2 separate regions of the Mus musculus genome follow, and region 2 is linked to region 1. A link is a contact called in public promoter capture Hi-C data. All regions are on one chromosome and are shown on one strand. Each heading gives the region's core, a stretch centred on a gene start, on an enhancer-like site or on the middle of the called end of the contact. The rest is flanking DNA. Distances are from core to core; before and after follow the strand shown.

Region 1 (6,158 bases), core at 3,659-6,158:
CAAAGAATAAAATAAAAAAAATATTTATAAGGCCTAGCAAAAATGGCTCAGTGGTTAAAGACACTTGCCACCAAGCCTGAAAACTTGAGTTGGATCCTTGAACTCATGTAATGGGAACAAGAGAAACAACTTCCACAAGATGTTTTTTGATACACACACACACACCACTTACAATCTTTATTTTTTTTATTTTTTAAGTCTTTCTACATAGCCCTGGCTGTCCTGCAATTCACTATGGTGTAGACCAGGCTGGCCTCAAACTCTCAGCGATCCGCCTGCCTCTGCTTCCTGAGTGTTGGGATTAAAAGTGTGTGCCATCACGCCTGGCAGAATAAATGTTTTCTTTTCTTTTTTTTCCTCTGAGACAGGATTTCTCTGTGGCTGTTCTGGAACTCACTCTGTAGACCAGGCTGGCCTCGAATTCAGAAATCAGCCTGCCTCTGCCTCCCAAGTGCTGGGATTAAAGGCATACGCCACCATGCCCGGCAAATGTTTTTTTTAAAAGAAAAATTTTAATGAACAATGAGTGTAATTTTATTATTATTATTATTTCTTGGCAACTTTAAAATCCAAATCTATTAAGGTTTGGTCACTGGTACACTTTCCTGGACATAAAGTCTCACTGGACGGTTTATTTTCACTAGAGACAGCCTTGCAGGAAGGAAGCTCACCGTGGGCCTGGCAGATCCCCTTTCATGGACAGCAGGTGCTGCTTCCAGCCACACCCATGAGTGCGTCCCCAAACCAAAGTTAGAAAATGGCTGATTTCCAGCCCGTTCCCCAGAACTCAGAGACTGTCTTCCTGTTTATCTTGGTGAAATGCCTATGCTATCCTGGCCCTCTGCATCGGATTCAGACAAAATGGTCACAGGGAGAAGCCGGAGGTCCTTCGTCACAATCAGGCACTCTGTCCCTTGGGTGGAAAAGACACTATGCTAGGAATGTTTAGTGATTGTCAGGATTTAGGACACATTCAATATCTTAAGAAACTGAACTCAGAGCTGGAGAGACGGCTCGGCGGTTAAGAGCACTGGCTGCTCTTCCAGAGGTCCTGGGTTCAATTCCCAGGAACCACAGAGCAGCTTGCAGCTCTCTGTAACTCTTGTTTCAGGGGATCTGACACCCTTATACAAACATACATGTAGTCAAATCACCAATACACATAAAATAAAAATAAAATAAATATAAAAGAAGAGGAAAGCAAACTGAACTAGGTTAGGTGGTGGCAGCAGTGCTTGATTTCTGTACTTGGAATGCCAGTCTTGTGAGTTCAAGGCCAGCCTAGTCTAGAGTGAGTTCCAGGACAACCAGGGCTACACAGAGAAACCCTGTCTCGTAAAACAAACAAAACAAAACAAAAAACCCCAAGTCATTTTTGTGTGCGTATATGTTTGTGCGCGCGCACACGCATGTGTCTAGGCAGGAGGCTGAGGAACTCAGTGTGTGGCAGGAGGATCCTGAATGAGGCCAGCCTGGGCTACAAAGAGACTTTGCCCATGTCACACCTTCTCTGTTATCTAGCTGCATTGCTCAATGTTTTTACTTTACTACTTGGAGACTTTGGGCCTCACTAACTTGTCTAGGCTGACCCTGAACTTGCTTTGTAGCCCAGGCACACTCTGTAAGCAAGAATTCAACTTTCAATCCTCCTGCCTCAGGAACATGCCACCATCACACCATTGCCCCTGGAACCTCACTCTCTGCCTGGTGTCTGCCTTTGACACTTCTGAGATCATTGCTTCCTAACTTAGGGGAGCTCCCGCCAAGAATGGTGGCCACTCAGGTAGCAATCAGCTGTGGTCCAGGTTGTCATGTAGGAGCAGACAAAGTGGCACTTCCTTGAAATCTTCAGTCTGTTTTCACCATGTTGTTTTTGACGGGCTGGAGGCAGGCACTGCCTGAAAAGCAGCAACTCCCACAGCATACCACTCACCTTCTGTTCAATGGAGCCTCTACCACTTCCTACTTCATAGACTGACCATTAAGACAGTTTTATGTTGACAGCTACCATGGTGATGGTAGACCAGATTCTTATCCAAGCAACTTAGTCAGTGGCACGCTAACCAAGACCTCCCAGATGAGAATTACTGCCTAAGTTATCAAACTACAATAATCACAAAGTCCATAATTGTGGACTTTTGGAAACATTTGAAAGGAGTACTTTATATTTGAATATATATACACATATATGTATATATATATATATAATTTTATTTATATATATGTAAATATATATGTGTAATATATGTGTGTAAATGTGTATGTATTTTATATATATTGTATATATATATAATTTGTATGCATTGGTGAGAAAATTTCAGATGCCCTGGAACTAGAGTTATAGTTGTGAGCTGCCACATGGGTGCTGGGATTTGAACCTAGGTCCTTTGGAAGAACAACCAGTGCTCTTAACCACTGATCCATCTTTCCTGCCTTCTGTATTTGACTTTCTATTAACTGTATGTTTGTGATTCTATATGCTTAATTGCAACAAGAAAAGTAACCAGGCATTTCTGGGTTACTTGTCTTCTGAGATAGGCTGGCCTGGAACTTGAAACTCGGAACTGTTTCAGCGTTGTCAGTGTGCGACCGCATGAGAGCCATGACTGATTCTGTTCACTAAAATCTTAAGTCTGATGTCTTTAAGTAGAATTCAGTAAAAAATACAGTTAAACACACACACACACACAAACCATGTAGAGAGCTAAACTGAACGTTAACCTCCTGAGAGAGAAACTGTTGGGGTCAGCGGCTTGGCAGGGAGAGGTCCTGGGACCGACACCTTGAGCCTGAGCCGAGATTGAAGGAGAGAGCAAAGGAGAGAGCTTCCTCTGTTGTCCTCTGACCTCCAGACGCACTGTGGATTGTACATGCCCACATTATGTACACATACACCCTAAACCAATAAGCTGTAATAAAAAAAATTAGAGTCCTTTGACTATGTGGGCAATTTTAATAAGTACAAGCAAGTAAATGTAAAAGAATTGTAACAAATTCCCTGCTTGTTGCTTCCTGCCAAGACAAGTTCCTTTTACAAACAGTTAAAAAAAAAAAAAGTGTATGTACTCTAGCAAAAAAGAGGCCGAAGAACTATCTGATTCTACTTATATCTACTTACTTGTGTGGGGGGGGAGGTTGTGGGGGGAGGTTCCTGGGGATCAAGGTTAGGACTCTAGGCTTCCAGCAAAGAGCTAAATGAGCCACAGGCCCAGCCTGCTTCCTGCATTCAATGTATGCATTTCAGAAAAATATTTTCTTTGGTCCCGGGAAATGAACTGAGGGCTTTGCATACAGCAAGCAAGCACTGTACCCCTGAACTACACCCCCAGATCAAAATGGCTTTGTATTTTTGCACTGGGAAGGAGCTCATGTAGTCAGGGGTGGCCTCTGTGTAAGCAAAGATGAACTCAGTCTCCATCTCCCAAGAGCTGGCACTACAGACGTGTGCTACCACCATGTTCAGCTTCAAGATTATTCTCAAAGTGTATGCGTGTAAATGTTGTCGCTCTTACATTTCGGAGTTGTTTGCTTGCAACTTCATTCAAATGGCAGAGCTAACAATTCCCGTTTCTGTGTTCCCCCTGGCATCCAAACAGCAATTTTAAATTCTCGGCTGTCTGTCCCAATGGCTACACTCAAGTATACGACCGTGTGTGTACATTATGACAAATGTTTGCACCTAGGGAGGTCCTTCTGTTTTGGAGGCTGTATGACCATGTCGAACTCCGTAGCCCTGGCTGTCCCAGAACCCACCACATAGAGCAGGTTGGTCCTCAACCTGTACAGCTCTTGCTTCCCTCTCTGCAGCTCCAAATATACCCGTCATTCTCCTTGCCCCGGCCCCACTAGTTACTTACTACAAATCACACGTGGAACCGACAGTCTCTGGTTTGTTTCTCTGAGCTGTGTGTGCAAGTGCGTTTGATCCTGGAACTCACTTTGTAGCCCAGGCTGGCCCCAATCTCACAATGATCTTCCTGCCTCTGAGTGCCAGCATTAAAGCCGTTTACCACCGTGCCAAGCTCTATGAGGTTTGAAGGTTTCATAAAAACAAAGAAACAGCAACTAGTGTGTTCGTCTCAATTTACAACACTGAAATCAAACAAAATGCAGATAACTGAGTTGGCAAAGAGGGCTCACGCTAATCACCTTACCACTGACCAGAAGAGGTAGGAGAATCTACTTCCGAGGACTACCGGGCTGCGTCTCAAGACAACAAAGAAAGCCCGTAATAATCCTCATAATTCTGCAGACACTATTGGCAGATTCTAATGTGAGACTTTAACTCCCTGTGCAGCTTCGTTCACGGACTATGCTCTTGAGAGCTTCAGGCCTGAATGCGGATCTGGAACCGAGCCCTGATTACCTTACTTAACCCAGAGGTCTCGAACCGGAACCGGGAGAAATCTCAAGAGTTTAAGGACCGCAGAAAAGCAAAAACAAAGCAAAGCCAGAACCAGGCCCGGCGACTGCAGGAGCCGGTCCCGGAGCAGGCTGCCCGGGGGGCCTTTGTTGTGCCCTCCGCGGCCTCCGGGGAGCAGCAGACCGGGAGCGCGCAGCGGCCGTCCCGGAGCTTGGAGCGGCCCAGCGGCCGTCTGAGCTTCCGTTTCCTCCTCCGCGGGACCGAGGTGGCCGAGGCAGCCCCGGAGCGCTGCCGGCGGGCCCGGACAGGCAGGTGGAGCTGCGCGCGCGCAGGCCGGCGACGCGCGCCCCGGGCGGAGCCGCGAGGAGGAGGGGAGGGCGGAGGAAGCGGCGCGCCCGCCCGCTAGGCCCGGCCCGCCGCGTGCGCGCGGCCCCCGCCCTCTCCGCCCGCGCGCCGGGTCGCCGGGGCCGTGGTGTACGTGCAGCGCGCGCGGAGCGAGTGGCGCCCGCAGGCCCGCGCCCTGCCCGCCCGCCCCGACGCAGCCGGCTGGGCCCGCCCGCCCAGGGCGCTGTGCGCCGCGCAGGCCGCGCTCTCTCCGGCGCGATGCGGCGCTAGGCGGCCCCGGGCAAGGCAGGCGAGGCCAGGGCGCGCGCGGCCTCCCGCAGCGGGCGGCGGCCCCGGGCGGGCGCCCCGACGGCCCCGCCGCCGCCCCGCTCCCGGCCCGCGGCCCGCCCTGCCGCGGCCATGGCCAGTGACAGCGGCGGGCCCGGCGTGCTGAGCGCCAGCGAGCGCGACCGGCAGTACTGCGAGCTGTGCGGGAAGATGGAGAACCTGCTGCGCTGCGGCCGCTGCCGCAGCTCCTTCTACTGCTGCAAAGAGCACCAGCGCCAGGACTGGAAGAAGCACAAGCTGGTGTGCCAGGGCGGCGAGGCCCCCCGCGCGCAGCCCGCGCCGGCGCAGCCCCGCGTCGCGCCCCCGCCCGGTGGGGCCCCCGGAGCCGCGCGCGCCGGCGGGGCGGCCCGGCGCGGGGACAGCGCGGCGGCCTCGCGCGTACCGGGCCCGGAGGACGCGGCGCAGGCCCGGAGCGGCCCCGGCCCAGCAGAGCCCGGCTCCGAGGATCCTCCGCTTAGCCGGTCTCCGGGCCCCGAGCGCGCCAGCCTGTGCCCAGCGGGTGGCGGCCCCGGGGAGGCGCTGAGTCCCGGTGGAGGGCTGCGGCCCAACGGGCAGACCAAGCCGTTGCCCGCGTTGAAGCTGGCTCTGGAGTACATCGTGCCGTGCATGAACAAGCACGGCATCTGCGTGGTGGACGACTTCCTGGGCAGGGAGACCGGGCAGCAGATCGGCGATGAGGTGCGCGCCCTGCACGACACCGGCAAGTTCACGGACGGGCAGCTGGTCAGCCAGAAGAGTGACTCTTCCAAGGACATCCGGGGGGACCAGATCACCTGGATCGAGGGCAAAGAGCCCGGCTGCGAAACCATCGGCCTGCTCATGAGCAGCATGGACGACCTGATCCGCCACTGCAGCGGGAAGCTGGGCAACTACAGGATAAACGGCCGAACGAAAGTAAGTGGCTGGGGCTCTTGCGACCGGAGGAGGGTCTGTGAGGACCACCCCCCGCCCCCGCAGACCCGGGGCCCGGCGCTCTGTCTTAGCGTGGCTCCTTTTGTCCTTGTACTGTCTGCCACAGTGCACAGTGCAGAGCCTGCCGGAGCCCTGGTCACTCGTGGGGGTCGTTGGGGTACCAGCTACACCGGGTCTGGGTGATGCATCTTATCTTGCCTGTGTGCCTGAG
Region 2 (5,662 bases), core at 1,997-4,496, 2.1 Mb before region 1:
CCTAGTCATCTTATATAGGACAGGATAAGTGTAAAAAAACTAATGTCAGTCATTATCTAACCATCCCAGAGGAAAAACAACAGGTACATGAAGTAGCTCCCTTAAGCCTTTAAACACTTTTAAGTTCAACTGTTCATTTTATGTGTGTGGATGTTTTGTGTGCATATATGTGCACTACATGCATACAGTGCTTGCTGAGACCAGAAGGGCATTAGATTCCCCTGAGACTGGAGTTTCAGATGGTTGTAAGCTATGATGTAGGGGCTGGAAATCCAACCCAGGACTTCTGGAAGAGCAGCCAGTGCTCTTAGTGACTGAGTCAGCCCTCGTTTTTTTGGTTTGGGGTTTTGGCTTATTTGTGGTTTGTTTGTGTGTTGTTTGTTTGTTTGTTCGTCAGGTTCTCACTATGTAGCTTTGTGTGACCTGGAGCTCACTCTGCAGATGAGGTTGGCCTTGAACTCACAGAGATTCACTTGCCTCTACCTCCAAGTTCAGGGAGTAAAGCTATGTGTTATGAGCCCAGCCCTTTGAACACTTATGAGTCAAAAGTCTTGTGATCCAATAGTTAAACTCCAACTATTGCAAAATCTATCTTTTTCAGAGAGAGGTTTATGTAGCCCTGGCTGGCCTTGAACTCCAGGTTCTGTAATATTTCATCTCAAATATTTCTTTTGAAAGCACAGAAAAACTGAGAAAGACACCCAGCAATGACCTCTGGCCTCTGAACAGAACACACACACATAGAAAAACATTCACTACACACACACACACACACACACACACACACACCATCTCCTAAACTGAGTTTTTTGGAACTAGTAAATCATTTCTGACTGTCTTGTCTACTAGTCCAATGTCACAGTCTCTCTTCCATCCCTCATTTCTCCCACCTGGTCTTCTCACAGCTAGAAGTCACTCAGACCTCCTACTCTTTCTGGGACCCTTTCATCACCCCTCCCCCTTGACTTTGGACAGCCACTGCTGATAGTGAAGAATAGTCCACACCTATCAGCAAGGGCCCTCAACTCTATCCTTCCAACATCCCAGGGACAACATTTCCCCACAGAAACACCACGGCTGTCCCCACCTGAGGGATCACAAGAATCTTGTCTCAGACTCTCACAACCTATTAAGAACAAAGAATCCTACATATCCCTTAGATGCCCAACACCCACAACACAATAAATACTTAATATGACTTGAAATAGTAAATGTTTCATTCCTATGGAAAAATTAATAATTCAGCCAGTCAAACAGTTACCTGTGTATTTCCCAACAGGCAACTTGACCATTGCCCAGGGTGTGCAAGATGAAAGAAACATGGCTAGCTTTACAAACAAAATCGGCAAAGCAAGAGGTCAACATGGTCATGCTCTCTGCTCTGGAAGTAGGCACACTTCTATATTCTACATATGTTACTGCCATTTTTCTTTTCTTTCACAACTAATGATGTTTGTCTGCAGAGTACAAAGACAACCTGGTTTTCCCTTACAATAGTAAATCACCAACTGTCAGTCAGAAATGATGCTTAAAACACTTAAGTGTGAAGTTACAGAGGATTTCCCCTCTTGTCAGCTTTACAAGATAAACAGGTGCCCAATTTCCACTAATGTTGTTTGATTTTTCAATGAGTTCGACCAACTGGAAGAACACTTACAGCTGTTGAACTCAGCATCTCCTATCCCTGTACCAGATTGCCAACCATCCCCCAAAGTCTCCTTAAAGGGGCAATCTTGTGTTATATTTTCCAACACAGACTAAAAACAAAACAAAACAAAACAACGGTGTAACCATTTTGCCCTTTCTTAATTTCAGCGAAAAATGGAGGGTGACCCACGAGCATTCAGCGACATATGCAGACAAAGCCACCTTCTCCTCTCGCTTGTTCTGAAGTCACAGAAGGCAGGCCACTGAACAGACAACAGACGGGGAAATACCAAAGGGAACACATTCCACTCTCATACAAAGGAAATATCCTCAGGTGCTAGAACGAAACTTCAGCGTGGGCTGTTGTCAAACACAGAGGGTAAAACAACCTACAAAACGCCCTTCCACTTCTGACCTATTATGGAGGAATGCGGTTTAATGGAGACAATGTTCTCCATGAGGAAAACAGAGAAATAGAGGCTACTTCGACCCCAGGCCCAGTGAAGCCCGGGCTCCTCACTGGAGCACATCCAGCTAGGTAGGGGTAGAGAGCCAGAGGGAGTTCTGACTCCAGGAGCGAGTCTAGGCTTAGGTGTTTTAAGGAGCCGAGCACCGGAGCCACTCCATCGCCCCCACCTTAGCCCATGAGCCTGGCCGACCCAAACACGGCTGCACGCGCGACTCGGAGATCCCGCAAGAACACAGAAGGTCCACGGCCCGGCTGCGGCTCCCGCGTGTACCAGATCGCTCAACTCTTCCCACACTCCCCAAAGTTCCGTGGGCAACCCTCCGGGACAGGCCTGCTCCGGGAGAGGCCTGGAGCTGGATTGCCAGGGCCCGCGGACGGTCGGGCAAAGGCGCCCCGCCAGGCAACGCCGCGCCTCCCGCGTGCCGCACTCTGCCTCGCCCCGTGCGGGCTCTGGGCACCCGGCCGTCCACTCCTAAGCCCGGAGGACCCAGACAGTGTCCAGGGACCGTGAGGGTGGCGATCGCGGCCCAGCCGGAGCGCGCCGAGAACTTTACGGCCGCGGGTCCGGGCCGGGGGCGCCGGCGAGGCCGTCGGCTGCGGCACTTTCCCTTTCCCCGCCTCCCGGTCTCCCTCCTCCGTCTCCAGGAAGCGCCATATTGATCCCCGCGCCTTTCCCCCGTCCGCTCCCCGCCGCGCGCCCCAGGCCACTCACCTTGGCCACGGCCTTCCGGTAGCGGGTCACCGCCTGCTGGATGAGGCTGAAAACTTTCATGCGGCCATCTCCGCACGGCACGACCACCCGGGTCCTCCCGAAGCACACGGTCACTTTCATGCCGCCGTCCCTCGCTGTCCGTGGCCGGAGCGGCGCTGGGCCGGGAGACTGTACGCAGGGCGCGGTGGGGCCGCTGCGCCGGCGCGCCGGCGGCTAGAGGCGCGAGCAGGCGGCCGCACAGAGCTGCCCGGCTACCATGTCCAGCCCGGCCGCCTTCGCCTGGCCTTGCCTGTCCCCGCCCGGGCGCCTGCAGCCTCCGGCCACCTGTTCGGCGTCTCGGCGTCTTGGCGCGCTCGGCGGCGGCCCGGGGCCGTGTGGCGCTCGCGCTCAGTCGGGACTCCGAGGAGGGGACGGCGAGGCAGGGAGGAGGAGCAGCGACGGGCTGGGCGCACAGCACCGCGCGCAGGCGGCAGGAGGAGGCGCAGGGCGGGGCGCCCCGAGGCCTCCGCCGCTGCCCGGCCGCTCGGTTCACCGCACGGCGAAGCGCGTCGCAGCCCGCGGCGCTGTGCTCGGGCCAGCGCGGGGCAGGGCGCGTCCTCCTCCAGCCCACTTGCCGTAGGCTGCAGTGGGAGGCCCACTCCGGGACGCCCCACCCACGCCCCCAGAGGGCTCCAGCGAGGTCCTCTTCCTTTCTTTGTGACTTTTAATCCCCTTCCTGGGAGAAAGCAGTTTAAGCTCGGAGACGCCTTTAGAGCCCGAGAGCCACCGAGTCGCGCTGGCGAAGATAGGAAGCTCCAGGTCAGGCAAAGCAGGGTTTCTATCCTAAGTGCCTGGCTCCGGTGCAAGGCCGGGCGGCGCTGTTCTGTAGCAGAGATTAATTGGCTGCTCCCGAGAGAGGTTGAAGACGCGTGGACGCCCTGGTACTTCCTCTTGAGGCCACTATTTACCTTAAAGTTTCTTGGTGACCCACTTGTTTAAATAAGCAGGACTTAACACCGCAGTTCAAATACATCTGTTTCTTGAAAATTCCTCAATCTAAGCAACCTAAAACCCTCTGAAAAAAAACACAGTACGAACGCTCGGAGGGAAGGCTGTTCTAGATAGGCTATTCCCTCGCTGCTAAGGCTGCCTCAAAACTCAGGCACTGACACACCCCCAACTCCACAGGGAGTGGGTGATAAGCAAACTCTAAGGTGTTTAATAACAAAGTGGACCAAGTCTAGAGAAGTGACTGAAGCTGCTTTCTGACTTACTTAGAAAATGTGATCCTTAAATAAATGTTGTCTTCAAAGAATGGCAAACTTCAAGAGAGTCGCTGTTGACCTGAGTTTGTCCCACACAATACAGTAAGTTCAGTTTGACAGTTAATTTGCATGATATTTTAAGCCTATTAAAACTCCTGTGGTCCCCAGAATTTGAGCATCTACAGCTGGTGCTGAGGGCTCTCCATCCATCCCTCCTTTCTTTTAAAAATAATAAGCAAAACAAAGAAATCCCTTGGCTTTTTAGACTCCTGCACAGTCTCCTTGGCCATGCGGCTCTAGGTCAGAGGAAACATCACATTTTCTCCCTTCTGACTGCTCTCAGTCCATCCGATGATCACTGGTCCCAGCAAATGTATCGTCCTTTCAGGGGTCCGTCAAGAATTCACCCTCCCAAAGTCCACAAGAGAACTCTTGCGTGCACATAGCCATGGGAAAGACTCTTATTATCTCTACATGGCTATATCTATCATTCAACTTGTCTACCAGTGCCTGTGCTGGTCGCACTATGTCGGTGAGTCCTGCTGAGGTTTTCTTGTTTGGGATCTTAGCAATACTTGTGTCCATGGGCCACCAAGATGGCTCAGCCTGCCAGGTGCCGACCACCAAGACTACCTGAATTCTAACCCCAGATCCTACATGGTGAGAAAAGAGAACAGCCCCCAACAATTTTCCACTGACCTTCACACACACACATACACACAGAGAGAAAGAGAGAGAGAGAGAGCCATTAAATAAAATATAAATAAAAACAACACTTGCACCCACAATAATTATGGGTAATTAAAGGTAGTGTTTCTGTTTTTGACACATGGGAGGAGTATAAAGTTGCTAGTGGACTTTGTCCAAAAAAACAAAAAGGCACTGATTTAGGTTAAGTTCTAGGTTTGAACAATAGTACTTTCAACTATGATGTTAACTCTCTCCCCAGCCTTGTCTTTGCCAGCTGAGGAAAGAAATTGGTGAGATGCATCTCATAAATTGTAAGGATCAAACAAAATTGTATATGAAAAATCTTAATGCTATATTATATATGCTATGTTATATGACATGTATGACATATTATATATATATGTATATATATATGTGTGTGTATATATAATATGTGTATATATATATATACACTAGTATGTGAGAGCCTGTAACATAGCAGAGTCTAGTGGCCATGGTATATAGTATGCTAACAAAGCCTGGGCAGGACATCAAATGATTGGAGAGCAGTAAGCAAAGATATCTCAAAGAAGCTGAAGATATAACTAGACAAGGACTGGAATATACTAAGTAGAATGCTTGTCTAATATGTTCAAACCCCTGAGTTTGATCTCTAGCACTCCATAAAAACTTCACATCTGTAACCCCAACACATAGCAAGTAATTTGCAGAAACATGGCAAGTTAAAGAACAGCCTGGACTACATAAGACCATGTACTGTTGTTAATAATAATAATAATAAAGATTAAGACTTTATCTGGCTAGCTGAATAGAAATATGATCATTAATCTTGTGCATCATAGTTGAAGATGCCCCAAGCTTTGATAAGCAACTAAAAAGATGTCAATCAAATGTCTTCTC

Evidence for each region. Promoter capture Hi-C pulls out the DNA fragments that hold promoters and counts their contacts.
Region 2: a contact with region 1 is called in a promoter capture Hi-C map of embryonic stem cells, with 2.5 times the contacts expected there. The contact joins the promoter of Pard3 here to the promoter of Egln1 in region 1.

What each region holds. Positions count from the first base shown.
Region 1 is chr8:124,948,004-124,954,161 of GRCm38.p6, reverse strand. Egln1 (egl-9 family hypoxia-inducible factor 1) reads left to right here and starts at 4,908. Exons shown (of 5, transcript NM_053207.2): 1 at 4,908-5,929. The coding sequence starts at 5,108. Gm46060 (a long non-coding RNA gene) reads left to right here and starts at 5,937. Exons shown (of 2, transcript XR_001778719.2): 1 at 5,937-6,158.
Region 2 is chr8:127,061,640-127,067,301 of GRCm38.p6, reverse strand. It overlaps Pard3 (par-3 family cell polarity regulator), which reads right to left and starts at 3,246. Exons shown (of 25, transcript NM_001309391.1): 1 at 2,829-3,246. The coding sequence starts at 2,948.